Linked DNA regions of Mus musculus: regions 1 and 3 are each linked to region 2. The links are chromatin contacts, called in public HiChIP or PLAC-seq maps. All regions are on one chromosome and are shown on one strand. Each heading gives the region's core, a stretch centred on a gene start, on an enhancer-like site or on the middle of the called end of the contact. The rest is flanking DNA. Distances are from core to core; before and after follow the strand shown.

Region 1 (2,820 bases), core at 161-2,660, 51 kb after region 2:
TTAATTTGTTCATTCCTTCCTTCCTTTTTATTTTTAATTTTGTAATATATTTAAGTGGTTTATTTGTTATTGTTTTATGTGCATTAGTGTTTTGCCTGCATGTATGTCTGTGTGAGGTTGTCAGATCCCCTGGAACTGGAGTTACAGACAGCTGTGAGCTGCCATGTGAGTGCTGGAAATTGAACCCAGGTCTTCTGGAAGATCAGCATCTTTACCCCTGAGCCGTGTTTACCACATAAACCACAACCTCACTATTGTTTTGATTGACTGGTCCTTGACTAAGAATGGTGAGCATTTTTTTCATTGTCTGTCTGTATGTATGTATGTCTTTCTTTCTTCATATTTCTTTTGATAACTGACCATATATTGACTGGATTATTTGTTCTGAGTTAGTACTCAAAATCAGTAAGTTTTTACCTCTTTATATATCCTGGATTTGGTCTGCTGTCATATAAAGAGTGGAAAAAATATTCTCGCATTCTTTTATTTTTTTAAGTAATGATTTTTTATGTGTGAGAGTGTTTTACTTTCATATATGTCTGATGCCCACAGATGCCAGAAGATGCTAGATGTCCTGAACCTAGAGTTACAGACAGTTGTGAGCCACCATGGGATGCTCTTTCCAGCTGTTGGAAGCCAGCTCTGCACTGTCAGGCCATGTCTCCAGCCCTCTTTCAACAGTTATTTGTTTGCTAGTTTGTTTCTTACTACATTTTATGTATTTGCTTTGTGTGTATTTGTGCATGTGTGTAGATCCTGTGACTGTCAGAGGATAACTTGAAAGATTCAATTTTCTCTTTCTGCCATATGGATCTTGGGGATGGGACTCAGGTTGTCAGGGTGGACAACAGATTACCTCACCTAATGACCATCAAGTTAGCCCCAACATGGGACATGTTTCTATTTTATTTATTTATTTATTTATTTATTTATTTGATTATTTATTTATTTATTTTTGGTTTTTCGAGACAGGGTTTCTCTCTGTAGCCCTGGCTGCCCTGGAACTCACTTTGTAGACCAGGCTGGCCTCAAACTCAGAAATCCGCCTGCCTCTGCCTCCCAAGTGCTGGGATTAAAGGCGTGTGTCACCACACCTGGCTCTCTTCTGTTTCTAATGACCTTTGTACCACTGTTAGAAAGGATCTCTCTTCTTTCATGCAAAGGTCTTATGAGCAGCCTTCTCTTCAGGGTACAATACTTCATACCACTTAGAGGAGAAAGCCACCTGCCTGGACAGCAACAGCAAAGCAGGCTAGGGAGATCAAACAGAGCATGGACTTATACCCTGAAGGAGAGAAGCTGGGGACTCAGCCGGCCTTCATTTTGCTGCTCAGACCTTATCTAGCTCACATTGTGACAGGGAGATGCCCACAGGCTATAAGGCTCATTGCCTGCACTCTTGCACAATGAGGACTCGGTCTTCACCGCAGATGTGGAGTTTCTTATCACTCCCCCAGCTCCCTAGTGCTGGAGCTTCTCCCCTGCTCCTCCCAATCCCGTGACTGCCTGTGCCTCTCTTGGACACCCTGACTGGGTACTTTAATTTACAAACTGAAAGAAGAAGGTTCTATTTCAGTTCATGTGCATGTAGTCCACCTTGGGGAAGCCATGACATCAGAACGCTGAGGAAGTTGGTCACACTGTATCCACAGTCACAGTCAAGGAGCAGAGAGTGGAAGCTGACTTCCTCCTCCCCCCCTTCTTCCTTTTTTATGGTTATTCTTGTTGTTTGTTTTTGTTGTTGAGACAGGGTTTCTCTCTGTAGCCCTGGCTGTCCTGGAACTCACTCTATAGACCAGGCTGGCCTCGAACTCAGACATCTACTTGTCTCTGCCTCCAGAGTGCTGGGATTAAAGGCGTGCACCACCCCTGCCGGATTGGTTTGCTCCTTTTTTATCGACTTCAGGCCCCAAGCCTGTGGAATAACACTGACACCACCTACCTATATTTGGAGAGGATCTTCCACCTCCATTAATCTACTCTAGATAATCCCTGAGAGCATGCCCAGCGGCCTGAGCCCTAGGTGATTCTAGATCCTGTCAAACTCACAGTATTAGTCACCACACAAGGTATTCCCAGGCTCGACTTGGGACTGACTGGTCTTTGTTTTCAGGTTCCAAGAGAAGCTCAGTCTCAGGATAGTGAGGAGCTATGTGATGGAATTCTCAGTTGCATCAAATTCACAGCATCAAATCCCTATTTTAGATTTCAGGTTTGCGAGCAATGGGTTTCTCTTGGAGCTCCATGTTTGCAGGCAAGGTTATCCCCTACTCTTAGCTGGGTGTATGGTGTTGGCCTTGATAACTGTTTTCCTTGAGGCTATCTGCTCTCTCCAGATTTAGGCTGTGCTGTGTGGCCTTGAGTTCTCAGGAAAGTGGGGCTTGGGTTGAGGGCATCTTCCTGCTTCTTCCTGAATTTCTTTCATTGCTTGCTCTGGGAAGCTCCCTTTGGTCTCTTTGACTGGAGATGTTCTCTCTCAACCGGGGCAACCTGATCTTTGTTCTCTCGACTCCTGCTATATGCAGAGCCGTTCAGAGGAAATTTCTAACCTGCCATTTTATCTTGGAAGTATCATTTTTTCTTTTTTTTTTAAAGATTTATTTCTTTATTATATGTAATTATACTGTAGCTGTCTTCAGACACACCAGAAGAGGGAGTCATATCTCGTTACAGGTGGTTGTGAGCCACCATGTGGTTGCTGGGATTTGAACTCAGGACCTTCGGAAGAGCAGTCAGTGCTCTTAACCACTGAGTCATCTCACCAGCCACCCCGTTTTTTCTTTTTTGCTTACCTTTTCTTTCTTTCTTTCTTTTTTTTTT
Region 2 (3,059 bases), core at 333-2,832:
TAAAAAAAAAAAATCTCAGCCAGGTGTAGTGGCTCATACTTGTAATCCCAACACTAAAGCGGCTGAGCCAGAACTGAAGGTTAGCGACCAGCCCGATTACACAGGAAGACCCCGTCTCAATAGTAAGGAGAATAGTAATACCGCCACCACTTTTGATAAGGTTAAGCTTTGTCTCATTCAATAAAATATTGTACATCAAAACTGAAAGGGAATGTTTTACAAGAGTAAGTGAAGCCCGCCCTAATTCTTTTAGTCATGTACAATGTAATTCTCCAGTAACAAAGTATTGCAAGATACATCCTAGCGTCTACATACTAACGTATTTCCCTGGAAACCTGAGGGAGCCTAACAATAGGTAAAAAGAAAACTTTTATGGACCTCAGGTAGAAGATGCTAAAGAGTTTCAAATTTTCCTAGTACCTTTTATTCACATAGTGAACCATCCGTGTAGTCGGCTTGTACTCTGAAGGTATTAACACCCTAATCACGCCCCAAGGCATTTCATAGGTAACTAGACTGAAACCCGGAGGCTCATTAGAAAAAAAGTATTCTACTTTCACTACATCCATAAAGACTTAACACGCTTTCAAATGTTGCAGAAAGAATCAGAATTTATAATGTAATTGTTTTACACAGAATCGACCTCCGGCATTTTAAGAGAAACAATTGCAACCTTCATTTAAAACATTGTCAAAAAAGATGTAAAACATTTCCCTTCGTTGAAAATCCCGTTCAGTTCGAATTCTACGTAGTCCTCAATGCTTACTCTTCGACTTAGGTTTTTAGAAAATATTCCACATAGAAATTAATACACTTCTGTTGGGAACTCAAGACAAAAATCCCAAAGACAATCTTCAGCGCAAGTGTTAACATGCGAAACTAACCAGTCTCCGTGCTTTCATCGTCAACCAGATCCCCAATAGTTACCTCCTCCCTGTCCCCAGAACCTAAACCCCATGAATTTCCAAATTCTACGCTCAGCAGCCTAGCTCAGTAAATGGCAAGCATAAGCCTCTCTTGAAGGCGGGAAGGGCAAGTGAGGAGCCGGGAAGCAGGCATGGGTTCGCAGCACTTACAAGTCCGTCAACACCATAAGCTCCGAGTAGGCCCGGTGGAGCAGAAATTCGATGAGCGTGCTAAGCCGGTATCCAGGGCTAGCTGCCGCCGCAGCTGCCGCCGCCACAGCGGCTGCGGGCGGCGGGGGAGCCGGGGCAGACGCGGAGCCGCTGCTGCTGCCTCCGCCGCCGCTGCTGCCACCGCCGCCGCCAGGAGGGATCAGCTGGTGGTTGTCCAGCTGCACTGGGGCCATGGCGGCGTACAGCCCGGCTCGGGGCAACCGCCTGAGATGCGGCCCTGGAGCCTCCTCCCGGGCTCGGTGACCGCACCGAGGCGGGCGCGGGCAGAGTGGCCGCCGCCTAGCGCCAGGCCGCCTCTGAACAGGAAGCCGAGCCCAAGCTGCGGAGGCCCGCCCCCATGTAGGGCCGGGCCGGCCGGCCGCAGGGAGGCGAGCGTGGGGCGGGAGGGCAGAGAGGCGGGCCGGCCGCCACTCAAGTGGGGAAGCTTCCGCGACTGCTCAGCGGCCGCCCGGCCGGCGGGTTATAGCGTCCATGTTGCTGGGCCGAGAGCGGAAGTCGCCAGGCAGAACGGAAGGGGAACCCGCGGGAGGCCCTTTCCAAAGGCAACCTGCGACCGTTCCCCGCGCTGTGCTGTTCTGGGGGACAGGAGGAGGGGGTGCGTGGGAGAGGGGCGGAGCCAGGAGGTGCGTGGGCGGGAAAGCGGAAAGGGGGGTGGGCGCAAGGCGCCGGAAGCCGCGCCGCCAGTCCAGCGGCCGCGTCACAGTAACGTCAGTGGTCCCTAAGCGCTCTTTTTCCCCGCCTAGGCGACCGCAGCGGGACGGTGAACGGAGAAGGGTTGGCGGAGAAACCACCCGTCTCTCCTCTCGGGGCCCCAAAAAGGCGGCCTGCGGCGACCGCGCGCTGTGACTGTCCAACGCACGCTCCGCCCATAGGCGACCCTGGCGCGACGCGTGGGAGAAAACGTTACAGTCTCTTTTTTTCCTTTTTCCTTTTTTTTTTTTGTCAATTGTGGGACAAGAGCAACGACACAATAACGTCATTTGAATGCAGTCTCCTGTGTGCCGCGCCTTTGCTGTCACCCAAAGCCCAACATTGAAACACATGTAGTCCTTAAATCCTTTGCTGGTGTTCTTGGCTTTTGTCCCTGCCCTTGCAGTAGCCGCCCTATCCTGCCTGGGTTTTCATCTTTCCAACTACAGCCTCTTTCTCCCAAAATCCACATGTTTTGTCTGTTTTCTAATCTTGGCTTCTGTTTGAAACGAACTGCAAGCCTTTAAACATGTCTGTGGGTTCCCTCCACCTCCATAGATTCGGAAGCAATTGGTCTTTCGTGATGTCTGGGCTTCGAAAGTTTTTTTGTGTGCGTTTATTTTTGTTTTTTGTTTAGTAACCTAGCTATTCTCACGCACAAGTCACGGAAAAATTAACTGTTAAAAGCGTCTATTTTTGTGACCCTACCTAAACATCGTTTTGCAGCTTCATCTCTCGCAGGTGTAACAGATGCTCATGCTGATCGTAAGGTTAGACAATTCTCTTTGTTCTCCACTTGTACAATTGCAGTGCTCTTGATTCTTGGTCTCACTGTGTTGTCGGGGCTGGCATTTTTTAGCTCTTGAGCTCAAAGTAATTGGGATCACAAGCTCCTCCACTACCTCATCCATTTTTCAGATTGATAAATCATGTATTTATGGGGTACAGTGTTAAATTGCATATGTTTATGGGGTACAGTGCATGAATACACTCCCGAATGAACAAATCGGACTCATTGACTTTGATCACCTCTCATACTTTATTCTTTGTGGTGACAGCTAGAATATACCACCACCTCCTGCCACAACATTGCCTTTTGCAGGACTAAGGATTGAATCCAACCAAATCCTTGCCTATAGTAGGCAAACATTCTGCCTTTATATCCCCAGCTATTTTTTATTGAGTTGGGTTCTCCTTAAATGACATAGGCTCACCTGGGACTTGCTATGTAAA
Region 3 (3,052 bases), core at 195-2,694, 33 kb after region 2:
TACTTGAATTTGATCCCCATAACCCATGTAAAAATGCCAGACATGGTGGCACACTCTCAGTGCTGGGGAGGCCAAGACAGAAGGACCCCTCCGGCTGACTAGCCAGCCAGGCTACCCTACGTGGCAAACCAGTCCAGTGAGAAATCCTATCTTAAAAAACAAGATGGGTGGCCATCGTAAGGATGATGGCTAAGGTTGATCTCAGGTACCCCCACACACTTGTACACACATATACATAAAATGAAATTACTCAGGATGTAAATACTTTCTACCTTTCATGGAAAAAAAAAAAGGATGACTCAAAGGGAGGAGCCAGAAGGCCTAAGGGCAAAACTGGGAGTCGTGAGGCTTTTTTTTTTTTTTACCAGTCTCAACACTTAAAGGAGTTACTCAGCTGGGTTTTAAAACTGCTTTAGCCTAGTGCCTCTTAGGTGGGTAGGATATGTGTTAGACGGGGTCTCAAATAACCAGGCTGTCCTGGAACTCAGGATCTTCCTGCCTCCACCTCCCCAGTCTGTGCACCATGTGCATGCCTGGAGCCCTCAGAGACCAGAAGAGAGCATTGGATACTATAGAGGGAAAATAAGTTGTAGAGTCATTATATCTTAGGTGAACATCAGAATGAAGTTGTTGTTTTCTAGAAGTTCTTCGACCTTTAAGAAATTGTTGTAGAAAATAGTGATGAGGGCTGGTGAGATGGCTCAGTGGGTAAGAGCACCCGACTGCTCTTCCGAAGGTCCAGAGTTCAAATCCCAGCAACCACATGGTGGCTCACAACCATCCATAACGAGATCTGATCCCCTCTTCTGGAGTGTCTGAAGACAGCTACAGTGTACTTACATATAATAAATAAATAAATCTTTAAAAAAAAACAAAGAAAATAGTGATGGTTTTCTCTGGTTTCCAGAGTTGTTTTCCTGCGGGCGCTTTACAACCTTTGCATGCTTTAGTCAGAAGACGGTCCTGGCACACCTGGAACATCCTGCATAACTGAGTGCTGCAAACAGTGCACAGTAAGGACAGAGACTGTGAGGTGCTCCTTCAAGAACTATAGATTTGATATGAGAAACTTATTTTACCCCCAAAGCAACTTTGTGAGATAATCAATGACTATGCTTCTATACAGTAGTTTGAGGTTCAGTCCATCAGAGGCTGGACCTCCCTGCTGCCTTCAAGGCCACATTTCATCCTGGAGTGACCTGCTTTCTTTGATCATCCCATGTAACTCAGAACTGGAGTTACAGATGGTTGTGAGATGCCATGTGGGTTCTGGGAATTGAACCCAGGTTTTCTGGAAGAGCCATTTCTCTAGCCCTTTTTTGGATTTTTGCCCCTGTTGTTGTTTTTAGCCTTTGAGGGTGGTGGAGTCTCACTTAACCCATACTGCCCTCAAATTTGTGGAAACCCTCTGCCTCTGCTTCCCAAGTTCAGAGATTGCCAGTGTGAGCCTCTATGCACCACCATGAGCCTATTTTGATTTGGTTGGTTTGCATGTGTGTGTGCATGTTTACAGGGTTGAACAGAAAGTAAAGTCGGGTTTGAAACAGAAGAAAGACATGCTGCCAATTACTTGAAGCCATGTGCAAGGATCACAGTACCCTTTAGAAGCTAAGCATGACCCCTGGTGGCAGCCAGCAAGCAACTCAGGATTTCAAAACTAAAATTGCATGGAACTGAATTCTGCCAACCTAAATGGGTGTGGAAGTAGAGGTACCAGGTTTTCTGGAAGAGCCATCTCTCTATCCCCTTTCGAATTTTTTTTTCCTGGTCATTGTTTTTAGACTTTTTTTTTTTTTTTTGAGACAGTCTCACTTAGCCCAGATTGTCTCTGAGGCTACCTCGTACCAACTAGATTAGAGCTGAGGTTTACCAGCAAATAGATTTCAGCCTTGTACAATCTGAAGCAGAGAAATCGTCTGAGCCTGTCTGGACTTGTGACCTAGAAAGAAATCATTGTTGTTTTACTTGCTAAGTCTGTGGTGATTCTTTGACAGCATAGAAAATCATATATTATCTCCTCAAAATATGTTCACCACAGTTGGTATAGTTCAGTTAAGATGAAGTCACACTGGAATAGGGTGGCTGCTATCTCTTTAAACCGTTTTAGTTAATATGCATGAGAGGAGAGAGAGAGAGAGAGAGAGAGAGAGAGAGAGAGAGAGAGAGAGATCACTCACAGCACAGCACACATGTGGAGGTCTGAAGACAACCTGAAGAAGTTGGTTTTCTCCTTCTAACATGTGGGTCCTGGTGATTAAACCCAGGTCATCAGGCTTGGCAACAGGTACCTTTACCTGGCTGCTGAGCCATCATCTCTCCAGCCCATGTCTTTATAAGGGAAAGAAGGAGATTTAGACAACAGAGACACACAGGAGGAAGGAGGCCCTGTTCTCAGGTGACAGTGAGCTGCGGGGTATGCACAGAATGCCACAGAATGCAGGAGTTGCCTGGAGCCTCAAGAGGCCAGGAAAGATGTTTTTCCCTAGGGTCCCTCAGAAAGCCGGGCATAATAGCACACATCTGCAATCCCAGAATTGAGGAATCTGATACAGAGGTATCAGGAGGTGTGTGTTACATAATAAGTTCAAGGCCAACCTGAACTATATAATGAGACCATGTCTGTACCTGTAGTTAGCTAATCACTTTGTACTCCCATTCCAGAGCACCCGCATACCCGCTCAAGAGCTATCTGGATTCTCGAATGAAACACACACACACACACACACACACACACACACACACACACACCAGTTATTTTTAATATGCCTTGACTAGCTTAAATGGCTGGGCATTTCTAATCCTTTCCACTGCTAGCAAACACTACCCTCCAGTACTCCTGAGTTAATATCTTTTAAAATCTATATTTCATCTCTGCTATCCCAAACACAATAGGGGAAGTGGCCCATGTGGTTATTTTCCTTAATTCTTACATATTGGTGGGCCTTTAGGTCTGGTCTTTCTTTTTCTTTCATGGCAATCTCTCTCTTCTTCCTCTCTTCCAGTTCCTAGCCTAGGCAAATCTAAAAGTTCCACCTCTCTCTCTCTCTTTCTG

What was found. HiChIP or PLAC-seq counts read pairs in DNA pulled down with a chosen protein or histone mark.
Region 1: a contact with region 2 is called in an H3K27ac HiChIP or PLAC-seq map of microglia, with 6 times the contacts expected there. The contact joins the enhancer-like site here to the promoter of Med14 in region 2. A contact is called at or near these places in 1 of 39 promoter capture datasets (macrophages), 12 of 484 Hi-C or Micro-C datasets (the G1E-ER4 cell line, LSK cells, embryonic fibroblasts and 5 more), 7 of 115 datasets of contacts at active chromatin or transcription factors (the SCID.adh cell line, embryonic fibroblasts, embryonic stem cells and 3 more) and 3 of 9 other capture datasets (adipose tissue, liver and pancreatic islet).
Region 3: a contact with region 2 is called in an H3K4me3 HiChIP or PLAC-seq map of the SCID.adh cell line, with 17 read pairs. The contact joins the enhancer-like site here to the promoter of Med14 in region 2. A contact is called at or near these places in 1 of 39 promoter capture datasets (macrophages), 7 of 484 Hi-C or Micro-C datasets (CD4 T cells, CD8 T cells, the N1E-115 cell line and 4 more), 7 of 115 datasets of contacts at active chromatin or transcription factors (the 230-238 cell line, CD8 T cells, the SCID.adh cell line and 3 more) and 3 of 9 other capture datasets (adipose tissue, liver and pancreatic islet).

What each region holds. Positions count from the first base shown.
Region 1 is chrX:12,811,836-12,814,655 of GRCm38.p6, forward strand. The region is part of intron 2 of Gm14634 (predicted gene 14634); the gene reads left to right. Among named protein-coding and RNA genes, the nearest start is that of Gm14634, 51 kb to the left of the region's middle. Within about 2 kb of position 1,411, at least 37 of the 459 cell types and tissues checked have an H3K27ac peak or open chromatin away from gene starts, as enhancers often do. A contact at or near this core is called in the G1E-ER4 cell line and microglia, where this site is marked.
Region 2 is chrX:12,760,391-12,763,449 of GRCm38.p6, forward strand. Med14 (mediator complex subunit 14) reads right to left here and starts at 1,583. Exons shown (of 31, transcript NM_001048208.1): 1 at 1,077-1,583. The coding sequence starts at 1,309. It overlaps Gm14634 (predicted gene 14634), which reads left to right and starts at 1,888. Exons shown (of 5, transcript NR_045852.1): 1 at 1,888-2,596.
Region 3 is chrX:12,793,442-12,796,493 of GRCm38.p6, forward strand. The region is part of intron 2 of Gm14634 (predicted gene 14634); the gene reads left to right. Among named protein-coding and RNA genes, the nearest start is that of Gm14634, 33 kb to the left of the region's middle. Within about 2 kb of position 1,445, at least 3 of the 459 cell types and tissues checked have an H3K27ac peak or open chromatin away from gene starts, as enhancers often do. A contact at or near this core is called in the SCID.adh cell line, where this site is marked.